Linked DNA regions of Siniperca chuatsi: region 2 is linked to region 1. The links are chromatin contacts, called in public Hi-C maps. All regions are on one chromosome and are shown on one strand. Each heading gives the region's core, a stretch centred on a gene start, on an enhancer-like site or on the middle of the called end of the contact. The rest is flanking DNA. Distances are from core to core; before and after follow the strand shown.

Region 1 (5,248 bases), core at 702-3,201:
CTTGTGGACAATTCATATAAGGCTGGACCTTCACTGAAAACTGAGGAGCCATAAACTGTTTCCTCTCTCTCCTCAGCTTAATTTCTTTTTTTTTAGATTCAACTTTATTGTCATTTATTGTCAGCGAAATGCAGTTTAGGTCTAACCAGAAGTACAATAAGCAAGTGCAGGATATAAAGTATGTGCATAAATGCAGGATAGAGCAGTATAATGAAAATATTTTACAAGTGGTACTATGGACATTATATACAGATGGCATTACTATAAACAGAAGTATACTGATGGATATGTACAATAATGAATTGGACTGGACAGAACAGTAGTGCAATGAATATAAAGTAGTGCAATTTATGGAAATAGTTAACAGTGCAGTAGATGAGTTATTGCAGTATTCAGTACATAGTACTGGAGTGCAAATGATGCAGCAACTGCCAATTACCAGATCTGACAATGGCCACTTTACCACCAACACACAGACATCCTTATACTTCTATCTTTGTGAGGACCGTCATTGACATAATGCATTCCCTAGCCCCTAACCCTAATCATCACAACTATATACCTAACCCTTACCCCAACCATAACCATAACCATAACCTAATTCTTAAAACCTTCAAGCAGCCCTTTAAAATTGTGAGGACCGGCCAAAATGTCCTCACTTTCCAAAAATGTCCTCACTCTGTAGGTAAAAAAAAACGTGTTTCAGTCCTCACTATGTAGCAAGTACAAGTCACACACATACACACACACACGTTTGTTTCACTATCCCCATGGGGGACAGTCATTGACATAATGCTTTCCGTAGCCCCTTACCACAACCTTAACCCTCACAACTAAATGCCTAGCCTTAACCCTTACCCTAAGCTTAACCTAACTGTAACCTGTACCCTAAAACTAAGTCTTAACCCTCAAGGCAGTTTCTACCCATAGGGACCTAAATTTTTGTCCCCACGGTGACACAAGTCCCCATGGGTTAGTGTGCATTCAGGTTAAAGTCCCCACCGGGATATGAGAACATGAAACACACACACACACACACACACACACACACAAATAAATTGGCAACATATTTCCACATAGGCTACACAATTTGCAATCTAACGCTTTCTGGATAAGTATTATATTCTAAATATATTACAAAATAATGATAAAATGTAACAATAAATATTAAATAAATGAGCACATCAAGATTAAATACCATAAAGTGTCTATCCTATAAACTCCCTCTAGAGTCCCAGAGACATCCTCTAATAGCTGATAAATTGCTTAAAGAATATAAACAGGAAGATCAAAGTGATTTTTCGTTTGGAGAATGAGGAGAAAATTACTTTTACTTTGATTACACACCTGAAACAATCATCTCAGCAGGGCTTTATCCTGCTTTACACACACACACAAAGCTTGGAAGCAATATGCGTATGTTGGCTATAATAAAGAACAGTTCAGCCTCCATCAGACCCCGAGTCACAACTGTTGCTCAATCAGCGCGCCCAGCTCTGTGGATCTGTGCTTTCTCAACGCGCTTTCATATCATCTAAAAGCGCGTTCAACAAGCCTCTATTCACAGAACAGGTGGAGGCTGACCGTTTAAAAGAATCAAACATTAACTTACATGTTTAAGTTCTTGTATGCGGTCCTTCATGGTTCCGGTATATCACTCTTATTCCTTTCAGTTCCCGCTGTCTTCTGGATGTGTGAGATGATGAAGTGGCGGGGCGGAGACCGACAGGATGATGCGAGACCGAGCGGGGCGAGGATGCGCGTCTGACGGCGGCGAGAGGCAGTGATTTCCCCCTTTGGTTTGGATGCTGGGATGGTGGGACCACTTTACAGAGCCGGGTGACGCGCACTAAAAGGTGAGGCGAGGCCTTCCGCAGTTAACCCATTACACACCCTCAACTTCCTCCTCAACACGCACTAATTCACCTTATTTTTTTATGAACCTCAGTCTAACAGATTGAAGGCTGGAGTGAGAAGAATGACCACCTCACAGTGGCGGTGAGAGTGGTGAGTTTTTGTTGGATTTGGTGATCGATTGAGCAGGTTCAGCGATGACGCCCAGGTGGTTTCCATTGTGCCAAAGCGCACAGCGACCTCTGTTGGCCACACGCGCTGGAAACTGTATGGAAGCAGCAAAAGACCTCGCAAGTAATTAGGAGTTTAAAAAAAAATTATGTGCGTCTTAGACATGTCTTACACTTTCATTATCCATTCATGTAGTGTTTTATTATCTGTGCAAATAAAGACTCAACACCCATTTTAATTACCTTATCAATAGTCTTTTCTGCATATCTTTATTATATTATACAGCAGGTCTTTTGAGTGCTATTCTACTTATAAGAATGGTCTACATAAACCATCAAATATACAAAAAGTAATATTCCAAACGTTTATAATTTAATAACTTTGTGATAGTAGCTGCAGCAATCTGTTTTATTTGTTTTATTTCAAAGTTCATTTAGTTTAATTTTCCCCTTATGAGTGAGCGCCTTTTTCTTCATACCGACTCTCCCCTTTTTGTAATCTTCATTAACTTAATGAACTGCCAGTTTGTTCAGGACCATCACACAAATCTGAATATGTACTGCATGTATCATTTTGCATATCTCTTTTATAGGATGGTGTTTGTAACATTCAGGACTGTGAAACAGTTTTCACAAATACATGGAGGTTGCCTGTTCAATTTCTCCTATATTCTGGAAAATAAACAGTAAATATAATAAAAATTGAGAAAACACTGCAGATAATACAACAGCTGATCAGAGATTAAAGATGTGACATTTGATAATTTATCAAAAATGTTTTAATTCTATGACATTGATGGTGCTGTCAACTGTCTCCACTGTCTGTCCATGTATCTTCCAGCCAACATGAACACGGAGAGTAAAATCTTACCACCATTTGTGAGAAACAAATTGCCAAACACTCAACCGAATATAAAAACGATTGGCCGTAATAGCATTTTACTCTTGCATCTCATCCCTAGAATTCAAGAGTTGAAAAATTAAGTACAAACACTCTGCAGTTCCAGAGGTGATTGTAAGCAGGGTGGTACAGACGAGAGCTAATGAAGCCACAGCTGCATGAGTCAGAGCTAGAAATGAGGTCTTCTCTGACGTCCAGTGTATTTTGTGTCGGCTCGAACCTCCCTGCAGGCCAACATACACACAGCAGAGAGAAGTCAGCAAGTGTTACAGAATACAGCTAATCAGATGTGATTTATGTATATTACATTACTTATAACATCAATAATTTCAGCACAAGATACATCCAGTTATTTGTCCTGAAAGAGTTTAAAACACCGTCATGCACATACCGTCCCTGTCTTCTCCTCCTCTCCTTCTTCTCAAAGATCCAATCTCGTCCCTTCTTCACCGATTTCCCCTTCATGTTTTTGAACCGGCATCTTCACAAAGACAAATGTGGCTGATTAGCTTGTTTAAAATGCACCTTGTTCTTTGTGACAAACTGCATCCAAAACTCTGCCTCTGATGCAAAATGTTTCACACGTCCGGTCTCTTTGTGGAACCAGGAGGAGCAAGATGAACATTACTATGTAAAAGGAAGGAAAAGCTGCCAGACAGGGGTTTAAGTCAGGCAGGACAACGACCCTTTTAGATTTCTCTCGGTCTTTTGGCTTCATCAAAGCAGGTATGATTGAACCTGCACTTATTATGGCCAAGACCTGCTTCCTATTCTAATGGCAAGTAATAAGTTGGAATGTAAAAGGCTGTTTAAATACAAATCAATAACAAAATAGGGATTATCCTAATCAGAGTAAAGTATGGCTGCAACCAACAACTATTTTCATTATTGATTAATCGTTTTGTCTGTAACATGTTAATAAAAATAGTGAAATACGATGATCACAATTTCCCAGAGCCCAATGTTTCATAAAGCCCAATTCTCAAATTACTAATGTTGTCCAGCTATCAGTCCAAAACCCAAAAGATATTCAGTAAAACTATGAATGAATAAACTACTTTTATCAGAAAAGATAAAAGCAGCAAATCCTTACATTTAAGAAGCTGAAACCAGCAAATGTTAGGCATTTAAAAAAAGGAACCAAACAATTAACTAAAAAGAAATGTACAAATAATTAATTAAAATGTATGTGTTAAAATCCCATAAATTTGAGGTATCTACAATATGATTTATATGCAAATTTTCAGCAGTAAGCACATTAAGAAACAAAAATATTTAAACAATTTTCATCTGACGCTCAGATGGCCTCCGGCTGCATCTCATCACATCTTTCTGAATAAAATGCACCAACAAACAAATAAATACAGATAAACTCTGATGACTGAAACAAACTCGGCTACTTATATGGCAACCATATAAACAGATTCATCAAACTATCACAATAATCTGATTACTCAGAGTAGGCAGTGTCTGTCTGCCATGAATATTTTTACCGTTGTCCTGAAAACTGGACCTGGTTTGGAACCGCTCTGTCTGAAGTTTCTGATCCCAATCCCTGAAATGAACAAAAAGAGATCACAGTGATCATAATGTAGCTAAAATGAAATGCAGACATCCACAATATCCACTAACGCTAACTCCTTGGTTTCTTACTTTGGGAAGGACTCCTGTTGCTCCAGCAAACAGACACAGGAAGAACCTGGAAACAAAAAGATGTGTGTGTGTGTGAAAGGGTGAACACTTTTAATGTGTGATAATTCATCCCAAGGCTAATGTGACAGACAGTCAATATGAATGTCATCCTGTTCTAATTAGCCTTGTGTTGCAAGTACACTGCTACTAATTTGACAGGCTATTAAGAAGGAATCAATTGCAAATGGCTGCAGCTGAACATGTCAAAATAAAAGCACAGTTTCTGAAAGGTACTGACTTTTTAGCCTTGCTGCTGTTGGGGTAATCCACCACCATGCCTCCACTGAAGCCTGCCTTCATGGCCTGTGTCGTGATCAGCTCAAGCTTTAGAGAAAAGAAGAAGACTAAAGGTGAGTAAGGGAATCTGGAGAAAACTTCAGATTTTACATCCACCATCCATAATGCTGTTTCACCTGCTCTGAGTTCTCTGGATAAAGCTGAAAAACTGCACGTGAGCCTCTTGACTGAAAGACAAAGAGCAAGGAGGAGTTAGTAAAGGTCTTCACCATAAAATGTGGTATCTGCATGCTTGAATTTTTGTTGAAGAAGTGAACAAGAGTGATAAAACCTTACCAGAGAGGAGTACAGAGTACTAAAGAAGGTGTAGAGTCTCTTTGGAGGACTATGTGTC
Region 2 (5,102 bases), core at 1,997-4,496, 55 kb before region 1:
GTTAGTTACAGAGGAGGTGTGGAAGACATGCAGACAGGAAGAAGAGAGAGGGAGCCAGATGTGGAGGCAGGAGGAGGAGTGGATACAGATGTAGATAGAGGAGGTGAGGGAAAGGGGAGGAATAATGGGTGAATGAGAAGGAGAGAGGAAAGAGGAAAAAAAGAGAAATAATGAGTCAGTTTGTAGACTGTGTGCAATTTGCATCTCACCTTTCGGCCGGTCTTTTTGAAATTTTTGCATTTTGGGATTTTCTCCTTTCCCTGCTCCACATATTCCTGAGCCTCCAGCACCCTCCGCTCAATATTGTTCACCAGTTCACCCTGCACAAAAACAAGAGACTTTGTAGTGGTAAGAGCAGAAACCTTCCTGAACTCACATTCAGTACCATCTTTAACCACATCTAAAATTAGATTTCACAGAGGTGTTTTAAGTGAGAATTAGAAGACTATCTGAAGAATGTTTAATATATTTTTTCTTCAGTTTCTTTAGCTCTATTATTAATATTATTATTTTTTTATACAATGATCTATAGTTTCATACTTATTATATGAGCATCTTAGAGAATGGAAAAGACTGGTGTATTGTGAAGGCTTTGAAAAAGATACTAATTGATCTTTTCTCTTCTTCTCTTTATTCATTTACCTATTCACATTTCCCATCTTACTGACACTTTATTAAAGCAGCAAAAGTCATTAACCATTTCTAAATCAGCATTCGTCAACAAAGAACACCTAATATTGCTCATTTAGCATTGACCCAGGATTGTTAAAAATAAATAAAGAATCAACCCTTTTGCATTAGAGTGAATATTAAGGCACACCAGTGTATACAGCCCTTCACTGTTGCATGCACTGCAACAATGATTTAAGTATAATAAAAAAAGAAATTGAGGAATCACAGATAAATTACCTTGCTGTATTAGAAGGGGAACGCTGTTCTCTGTTCTCTAGAGCTCAGAGTCATTGTGGTGGTATTGTGTTGCGGAAAAGAAAAAAGAAGGAAAAGAGAGTGCAAAGCTGAGAAAGGCAAAATTAACAAACAGACTCAAGTATAATCTTAAATGATGTGGCACTCAGTTAATAAAGGAAGAGTTAGAATTTAATTATTTACAATTAGAGCATTCATATGTGTGACAAGAGAAGAAAAGAGTATACACACAAACACACACAATACTACTGAATTATTAGACATTCAAACAATTATCACTCCCACACTAAAATTATGAGGGAAAGCCTGCTATTGCATTGTGCTGTCATTGTAATTCATATCACTTACATGACACAATTTACTTTCATATTCATCATTCAGCATATTTTCTTATTCATGTGCTCAGATTCCTTTTTGCGTAATTCAGACTGAGTATTTCTAATGAGGGAAACCGTTCATCTCTGTGGGGGTTCAGCCCACACACTCATATAGTCACACATATAGGCCAAAGCATACAGATTTACCTGAAGCTCAACACTTTACTGAGAAGAGCAAGGCAACTCTTACACTTGAGGATAATCTACGTATGTGGCTTTGAAGAAGCTATATACTATAGGAACTACATGTTGTGAGAGCAAACATGTTCACTCCTCACTAGATGATGCAAGTTCCTCAGTACAATGTACACTATACAAAATCTCTGTTCTCTAACAGAAGACAATTTCTACCACAGGGAAATGACAAACCTAAACAAATTCTCAAAAATTCTCAACGTACAAAGCCAAAGCCCCCTGTAAAAAATAAGGTTTGTTTATAATTGAATGCTTTTACGAAACAGAAAATGAATGCAAGCTGTTTAGTCACCAACTTGAAAGTCCCAGATGTCAGATTTTCCTTTCAGTTCATGAACGCAGCATGATAATATGTATTAAAAATGGTCTAATGGCAGAAATCCCAAATACAGATAATCACCAAATTCCAATCAACTGATTCTTGAGTTAATAATTATCTGTGCCCCAAATTTACAAAGTCTAAATTTTCTGAGATATTTTCCAAACAGACATGCATTTGGTTGAGCCCCAAACCACACAGCTGTAGGTACTGAGAGAGGATCAGTGTTTTCACCTGGCTCTCCACCAGCATGGCCATGTCCATGAACATGTCGTGAAGCTCTCTGATGCTGTTTTCCATCTTGATAATCTCAGTGTGCCGCGTCTCAATCTCATTCATAGCTTGCTCAGTGATGTTGTCCATAATGATCTAAGATGGCATAACAGAAGGAAATAGTTAGAGAGGAGTGGAATTAGATTTTAAAACATGCTTTGTGCGCAAATATGTTGCATTTGTTGTATCACTTACCCCCGAGGTGAAGATAGCCGGGTTGTCACTCTCCAACATGCTCTCCAGCTCCTCATTTGTTGTGTTTCTCCCGGCTAAAAGGGCAAACACACATCCATAAACATGTATAACACCAATCATGTTTGTAGGTGTTGAAGAGATTTACCAAATGTGTGGCTACAGTAAATTTAAGACCAGGAATTAGAAAGTGTAGGTGCAATGCTTTTGGATTAAAAGGTTCTCCAAACTGTCCACATTAGGAAACACTAATACAACTCCCCTCCTCCTTCATGTCTGTCTGAGGATTAATTAAAACAAGAGCTGTGCGCCTCTCTTTTCCACATGCTCATTTTCTCTCTATCCATCTGTCTCTACTGTCTCTACTGCATTTTAAACTCTTTATTCTTCCATCTCTCTGAACAGCAGTGGATGTGATGTAAATCCTGATAATTTAGGCTGAGCATCCATAACAGGAGTCATAAACAGATGCAGTCATACAAAAAAAGCTATTGCAGAGGATATCTGTCTATATCATCATGGATCTGGATTACAATCAGCACCCTTGACTTTCACTTTCAGCTGATCTGAATGTTATAAGATTAAGTGTGTGTTTGTGGATTTGTCAGTATTCAACCAGGCATCTCAAATGTTTAGTTCAATTCAACCTAAAACACAAGGCTCACTTAGAAATTGTGCTGTCCCACAACCACTAGCCTCAACACGCACACTTCCAACCTCAGACACAACTTTAGTCATACAAACACTGCCCTGTCTCAACACTTACAGGCTTACAGTTCAAATACTACTGAGTGGACTGTTCTGCTCAGCAGTTCAGAACAATAACCCCACCATTTTCATATTGGCCAGTCGGGCATGCTTTCCCGCCCAAATAAGGCCTTCCAGATCCAGCTGCTTGTTGGACTAATATGAGGATAATCAAATGGTGTAACTTAAATGTCTCCTGAGGCTAACATTTACTATTTTCCCTCCTCTGTAGATCTATTTGTTATGGTGGACTTTGATCTGTTTTGAAGCTGTAATGGAATAGAGCCAAAACTGCTCATGATGACCTATTGCATTCCAGCATTTGTCCTACATTACCTCTTTCATACTGTGAATGACATGAGTGCCATTAACCTCTAATACTATTAGAAGAAGGATCAATGTATACTTTGCATGTTTTGTATTCTATTTTGAACAGTTCCTATCACCGTCTCTCCAGTTTTTAAAACCTACAAGTTTGTTGTTCTTGCCTTTAAAAAGACATGACCAGAAACATATGAAGGTAAGGCACTGCATTTTTGGGTGTTAAAAGAAGACAGGTCATGTGGAAATATTGAGTCAGAAATATCAGCCATGTTTTATGGTATCAGAACACCTTGGGTCAGTCTGCACATAATTTGTAACAGTTAAGATTGAATCTCATATTGTCAGATAATCTTTTGACATTTATCCTCCAATTGTTAGGATAGGCAAAATGAGTGAGTAAACCGGCCTCATAATCCTTGGGTGTGTAGCTATCTTAAGTATACAGAGTAAAGGGACATCGACCACTTATTCAGTACCTTATTAAGTTTGCCTCAATACTCCATGGCTCCCCCCAACAAAGTTTCTATCTACTTTCTATCTTCAATCTATCTACTGACTCTGCATGTACAACACATCTTACTGTTTCTTCCTGCTGACGTGTTTGCTCCTCATCCATCTTTATTTTCCCTGACAGAGTTGTCCTACTTCATAAACATTCCCCTACACCTCTTTGCTGCACCTACTTTAATATTCTCGTGTATCAGCACTGATTTTGCCTGCAGAGCTGCTTCTCATGGGCTCCATTTCTGCCCCACTGACGCTGTAAGTCACTGTCAGACTCTGTCAGCATCATATCCAATCTTTCCTTTGCACATTGTAAATCCTCTGAGGGGCTAGATACAGTACATACAGTAGCCTATGTACTATCTCTTCCCCATTAAGACACCCTGAGTCCCCACAAACCATTACCTGGTGTACAGTACGAGCTGAGCAGTTATTCTAACTTCTCTCTGTTGTTATGGCTATGTTATATTTATTATGCTAATATTATCCATACTGTATAAATAGCCAACAAGAACAAAACAAAGACTTTAAAGAAAAGTAATCTGCACATTCCTGCAAAGAGCAGGTTTGATATGAAATACTAAGAAAGTAAATATTATAAAATCTCAGCAGTGCAACTACATAAAGTTCAACCAATGACAACTAATTAACAGATTAACAGATTTCAGATGTCACAACACTGTCTAGCTGAAAATACATTTCTAAACTTGTTTTAACCTGGAACAAAAATGTAACTTGCATGTGAACATATTGGTTACCAACCTTTCTGGCTTGAGACCACTTAAAATAAAGTGATGTCTAATTACGGCCCCACATCAGGTTATGGCCTTAATGTGGACAACAAGCGTTATGAGCAGTTAAACCAAAGAATAAATGTTTTCTCTCAGATTGTTTGAAGGATTTTTATTGGCCTAAAGAGGTTAAAGTATCCAGCAGTAAAAAAGCAAACAAAAAATAAATTAAAAAATGAGGGGGAAAAAACTACTGCTGTAAGCAATGGTAACTTTGCTAAGTTAGTGACGAATGAGGGACTACACCGTCTTTGCTAAGTTAGCTTGCTTATGACTTACAGTTGCTGGTGACATCTATCTGTTGAGGTAATGAGTCAAGACTGCTCAAGCTACAACTCTTTAGGGAGAGATAATTTATTATGTTGCACTAGCCATAGTTAGTTAGTGTTTAAAGGAATAGTTTGACATTTTGGGAAATATGCTTATTTGCAGAGCGCAAAGAAACGAGGCAAA

What was found. Hi-C and Micro-C count contacts between places; a contact is called where the count stands out from the background.
Region 2: a contact with region 1 is called in a Hi-C map of liver, with 3 times the contacts expected there. The contact joins the enhancer-like site here to the promoter of stx1a in region 1. A contact is called at or near these places in 3 of 3 Hi-C or Micro-C datasets (liver, skeletal muscle and an unstated tissue).

Annotation. Positions count from the first base shown.
Region 1 is chrLG7:19,415,817-19,421,064 of ASM2008510v1, reverse strand. stx1a (syntaxin-1A) reads right to left here and starts at 1,951. Exons shown (of 10, transcript XM_044204127.1): 1 at 1,613-1,951. The coding sequence starts at 1,642. It overlaps bud23 (probable 18S rRNA (guanine-N(7))-methyltransferase), which reads right to left. Exons shown (of 12, transcript XM_044204129.1): 6 at 5,191-5,248; 7 at 5,031-5,081; 8 at 4,856-4,941; 9 at 4,579-4,624; 10 at 4,419-4,480; 11 at 3,317-3,406; 12 at 2,264-3,149. The coding sequence ends at 3,095. LOC122879682 (a long non-coding RNA gene) reads left to right here and starts at 1,715. Exons shown (of 2, transcript XR_006378752.1): 1 at 1,715-1,856; 2 at 1,949-2,263.
Region 2 is chrLG7:19,471,960-19,477,061 of ASM2008510v1, reverse strand. stx1a (syntaxin-1A) reads right to left here. Exons shown (of 10, transcript XM_044204127.1): 7 at 2,287-2,360; 8 at 2,053-2,187. Among protein-coding and RNA genes, the nearest start is that of LOC122879680, 16 kb to the left of the region's middle. Within about 2 kb of position 3,246, the one cell type or tissue checked has an H3K27ac peak away from gene starts, as active enhancers do. A contact at or near this core is called in liver, where this site is marked.